Linked DNA regions of Sus scrofa: region 2 is linked to region 1. The links are chromatin contacts, called in public HiChIP or PLAC-seq maps. All regions are on one chromosome and are shown on one strand. Each heading gives the region's core, a stretch centred on a gene start, on an enhancer-like site or on the middle of the called end of the contact. The rest is flanking DNA. Distances are from core to core; before and after follow the strand shown. Region 1 has its middle 660 kb from the start of SOX6. Region 2 has its middle 610 kb from the start of INSC.

What was found. HiChIP or PLAC-seq counts read pairs in DNA pulled down with a chosen protein or histone mark.
Region 2: a contact with region 1 is called in an H3K27ac HiChIP or PLAC-seq map of skeletal muscle, with 7 times the contacts expected there. The contact joins two enhancer-like sites. A contact is called at or near these places in 5 of 47 Hi-C or Micro-C datasets (embryonic fibroblasts, fetal skeletal muscle, mesenchymal stem cells and 1 more) and 1 of 2 datasets of contacts at active chromatin or transcription factors (skeletal muscle).

The regions. Positions count from the first base shown.
Region 1 is chr2:43,101,851-43,104,391 of Sscrofa11.1, forward strand. No RefSeq gene overlaps it. Among named protein-coding and RNA genes, the nearest start is that of SOX6, 660 kb to the left of the region's middle. Within about 2 kb of position 1,276, at least 3 of the 83 cell types and tissues checked have an H3K27ac peak or open chromatin away from gene starts, as enhancers often do. A contact at or near this core is called in skeletal muscle, where this site is marked.
Region 2 is chr2:43,400,174-43,402,714 of Sscrofa11.1, forward strand. No RefSeq gene overlaps it. Among named protein-coding and RNA genes, the nearest start is that of INSC, 610 kb to the right of the region's middle. Within about 2 kb of position 1,263, at least 53 of the 83 cell types and tissues checked have an H3K27ac peak or open chromatin away from gene starts, as enhancers often do. A contact at or near this core is called in skeletal muscle, where this site is marked.

The DNA.
Region 1 (2,541 bases), core at 26-2,525:
TGGCCACCCATTAGGGAAGACCTCTGTCCCAGGCTTCTGGTGACTCCCTCTGTTGTGACCCATGGCGCTTGCAACATCCCTCTCTTATCTGCTTATCTCTATGGTTACAAAGTATCTCCTGTTCTGTCAACTCATCACTGGGCTCTGGGGCAGAAACTAGTCTTACTGACCTCTGTGTCCTAGCAGTATGGCCTGGGACTATGAGTGTGGACTCTGCAACCAAAGGCCAACCCTTCCAGCTAATGATAGGTCACCTGGGAACCATCACTTAACACCTCCGTGTGTACCTTGAGTCCTTCATCTGAAAAGTGCACTAAAATAGCACTTCCTCAAAGCACCGCTGCAAAGGTTTGAAGCCACAACACTTGCCAGGTGCTTAGGAGGCACAGTACGTGTTGCCTGTCATCCTCCTGGCTCGGTGGTGAGCGCACAATGCCAAGCACAGGCTTCAGGAAAGAAAAACCTGAGCTGGTCCTTTTAGGTGAAGTCAGGTTGAGACAGGAGGGGAATCAGATCTGTGGCAGGGCTTTCCAGGTTGGAAGAGACCAAAACCCAGTCGATCTAGTTCCCATACAAGGAGGGACAGCTGGGCTGGTGGGCATGGAGGAGGCACAATCCAGCAGCCCCTCTGCAGTCGCTTCCTCTTACTTGCAACTACTGCTTGCACCTCCTTGTCCTCCCCGTGGGACCATTTGTGCACACCTCTGGGGCACGCGTGTGGCTCTGGCATGAGCTCCAGTGCGAGGATGCTAGAGCCCTGCAGCCGGATTCCCTGGCCCGTGCACTCAGTGTCCCAGATCCAAATCCTCCAGGGACACGTTCTGCTGGTCCCAGCTTCCCTTGGAGCTGCAGCTCCACAGCAGTGGAACAGAGCGGCATTCACCTGGCACTCGAATGGCACGGGAGTTGGGGGGGGGCGTGGTCAGAGAGCCACTGTGGGTGTCCCTCGTTGACAGAGGGACAGCATGAGCAGAGCCAGGACCACACCCTAGAAGAGGACACAGGAGCACAGGGCGCCGAGGACGCTCCATCCCTGGGCCTCCCAGGCAGCCTGTGCAGCCAGGAGGGAGACGGGCTGTGTGGACCCAAGTCAGGGAGAAAGGCCTCCCTTGCTTTGTGTGGGGGCAGGGTGGCACTTTGGCCTTTCTGGAGTCCGCCCTCTGGCTTTGAAACTGAGAAACTCCTGGTTCCGTCAGAGCGACAACCACAGAGCCAAAGAGCTGGTGTGAGCAGCTGAAGAGAGGGCTCCATGACTTGTCACGGAAGCATCATCCTCGACACCGCCACAGCCAGAGGCTGCCTGCCTGCCAGATGCGTCATTGGCGGGCCACCGAGCCTCTGGCCTCCGAGCTGCTGAAGCAGCTACAGAAGCCAAGCCGGCTGAGGGCCCCCGCTCCTTGAGCACTTTAGCCTCTTCAGATCCAACTCCTGTTTATTGGAGGCGGCCTGGGGCAGGCCACACACGCCTGAGGTCCAGACGTTAACCTGCGGTGTTTATGGCACAGCCGATTATTTCCATCATTCAGAGGAGCAGACCGAGAACCAGTAAGCGAAGGGGTTACTTGAGGTCCCGCAGCTCCTAAGTGGCAGAACTGCGATTTGGACAGCGTCTCATAAACACGAGTTCTGTATTTGATTCCCACGCTGCCTCTGATGGGCGAAGGGTGGAGGCCACCTGCTCTGGCCATCCCTTTGCAGTTCGTTTCAGCTCATTTATTAAACAGGACACGTTTTCCGAGTATGTCCTAGATGTGACACATGGGCATCGTGCTAGAAACCGAGGTCAGTCAAATGTGAATCTTGCCCTCGAGTGGCTCACCACCTATTATTCTCCAAGGTGGCAAAGGAAATGCATAAAATCCCTAAGAAAAGAACGTCTGAGGAGAGCTGAGGCCTGGCCAACACAGAACAAACTGGTTCCCTCTTCAGTGGTTTCGTGTTGCCTGTAAGATCAAGCCCAGGCTTTTTTGCAAGGCTCTTCAGCCCCATTAAGGTCAAATCCCACCACCTTCTCCAGCCTCCTCTGTGTCGCTCTGGCTCCATGTCCCAGCCACTCCACACTCCTTGTTCTTTGAGGGTGGCTGCTCCTCATTTTTCCTTTGCCTCAGTGCCTCCTGCTTCCTGCAAAGCCTTTGCTCCCTTTGCTCCTTCAGATGCCTGTGCTCCTCTTGGAGGAAGGGCTCCATCACCCCCTTCTCTGTGGTCCCGCCTCCTAAAGACAGAAACCACTCCCCTCTCTGATGCCTCTTTGTACCCTGCACAGTGTTAATTGTGCAGAAAATAGTGGAGCCCAATGTTATGTCCATCTGGAACCTGCGAGGGCAATCTTTTTTGAGAAAAGAGTCTCTGCACATTAGATTAAGTTAAGGATCTTGAGATGAGATCTTCCTGGATTAGGGTGTGCTCTAAATCCGATAATAACTGTCTTTTTTTTTTTTTCCCCAAATTTAGGGCCACACCTGTGGCATATGGAAGTTCCCAGGCTAGGGTCGAATCAAAGCTGCAGCTGCCAGCCTATGCCACAGCCACAGCAACGCCAGA
Region 2 (2,541 bases), core at 13-2,512, 300 kb after region 1:
CTCCCGTCTGCCTCCTCCCTGCCTCGGAGGTGGGTTCAGCTTTCCTCCATAGCAGTAGCTCAGAGCAGCCCGGGACTGCCTCTCTGCAGAGCAGAGCAATAGCTCCATCAGCGAGCCATCAGAATCTCTAAACAGTCACAAAATTCATCTCCCCAGACTGCCCGAGAAAAAGGGTAGTTAGGTCTCTTTCCTCTATAATAAGGAGATACAATTATTTAAAAAAAAAAAAAAAGGAAGGAGAAATTGAGATTCATTTCTAACAGACTTGGACATGTGTTGGAGAATATTGTTGAGAACAATTAGAGATGTATGAGTGAGGGGTTTATTTCTCACTTGCTTGTCAGGTCAGAAGACAATCTGTTTATTTTCCTGCTACAATTTTATTCAATAAACTGAAAGGATAGGAGCCAGAAAAGAGGGTATGAACAGGATGTGTGCTATCAATTTGTCAAATAAATAATCGTGCTTGGAAACAACAGATTTTATTAATTAGACAGGATGGTGTATTATTACCATTAAAGTGTTATATTGCATTAATTTTTATATTTTACTCGGCTACTAATTACTGTAAAAGATTTCGGGAATGAAGCAAAATAAAATCATGCAGCATTATACATAATGTAAAGATTGCGTGAATTAATTTGTCCGCTGCTCCCCGCCCGCCGCTGTCGGGAGTGGAAGAGGCAGGCGCGGAAGCGGCCTTCGCCGCAGGAGAGTTCTCGCACCAGCACTTCTACTCCCTCCCGGTTGAGGGAGGCAGCTGGTAAGACCTAGGGTTCAAGACCGGGCTCAGCTACTCACTGACTGGCAAATCACCTCTCTGAAGGCACGGTTTTTCCCTTTTGTAAAAGTAAACACCCCTTTTCTGCCTGCCTCGCAGGGTGATTGTAAAGATCTAACGAATTCTCAAGTGTAAAAGTGCTTTAAAATGTCAGAGGTTGTGAGAGGGGATGAGACCCAGTATTACTTATTAGAGGAGGCAGACAGGCGGGCCAGCTCTGTTAGGGTCCGGATGCTGGGCAGGGGGAGGCTGTACCTTTCGGGCTTGGGGAGCGAATTAGGGCCCTCGAAGGCCACCCAGAGGCCATCGCAGCTACTTCCCTCGCTAAACATCGCGTCGGAGTGGAGGCAAAACTAGCCCAGGGCCACACCGGAGCTGAGCCACGAGTCTGAAACGCAGACCAGAGAGAAGCCACTCCAGATTAGACCCAGGCGCTTCTTACAAGGGGACCCCGCACCTACTCATCAGACCGAACTGGGTTGTAATTCTGCACAGACACAGCCGGCTCTGTGGCCACGGCCAAATCTCTTAACCTCTGTGAATGGCAGTTTCTTCAGTTAAAAAAAAAAAAGTTATTTGCGTAGGAAATGAATTCCCACGCCAGCCACACATTCTGGCTAAGAAGGTAATGGGCAAGGCCTTCGCCAGGGGTAAAGGTCCCCAAGGGCTCCCCGTGGCAGCACAGCCGCTTCGGCGCACCGGGAGCCCCGAGGAGCCCGCCATGTCCTGCTCAGGGCGCTGCCTCCCAGGTCCTCGCTGACCTCGGCCGGAGCGGAGCGGAGCCGCAGGGTCCCGGGACAGCCCCCTCGCCCCACCCCGGGGGCGTTTCTCACCAGCGCGGCCGAAGCCCAGCCACGTTTTTCTCCTGGCTGGGTCTCCAAAGCCCCAGAAGGCGACTACAGAGATTTCTCACGACCCACTGCCACCTACTGTCCGAATCTGGGAACTGCAGGGCAGGGCATACAGGCCTCTGAAGGGGAGGTGCCGATAGGCAGGGCTGCCCAGGACTGAGGATGGCAGAGAACAGTGTTCAGGTCCCTCTGACTGGACCCTCCCATCACACCCTGTTCCTTTTGTTCTGAGTATCCTTTTGCAGTTGTGTGAGAGCAACTTAGCTGGGCCATCTGAAGCCCCGGTTCTCTGGCTTGCACTGTTATGGGCACTAGGGGAAACAGGAGTACTAGGAAAAGCCCCTTGTACCCCATCTGACCACAGCTCCCTTTAGAAGGTCTGAAAATCCTGCCTCTGGATTTGGAGGGCTATTTCTGATCAGTCAAAGTGAACCAATTGTGGGTCTTCCAAAGAATGGCCGCTGTCCCTGTTTCTAGCTTCCAGAGGGTTAGAACTTCACCTGTCGTGACAGTCTAACCTCATTCTGAGTCAGGCATGCCCCTCAGCCTTCCCTATGCCACCAGGATCTCTTATGTCACCCTCTTTTAGGGCATTCATCCTGACCTCTAGTATGGCCTTACTGGCTGTGTCATCTTAGACAGGTCATGGTACTTCTGTGAACATTCTTTTTAAATCAGTAGAAGTAGGGAAGTTCCTACTGAGGCTCAGCGGTAACAAGCCTGACTAGTGTCCATGAAGACGCAGGTTCGATCCCTGGCCTCGCTCAGTGGGTTCAAGATCCGGCGTTGCTGTGAGCTGTGGTGTAGGTCGCAGATGTGGCTCAGATCTGGTGGTGTTGTGGCTGTGGCTGTGGCATAGTCTGGCAGCTGTAGCTCCAATTTGACCTCTAGCCAGGGAACTTCCATATG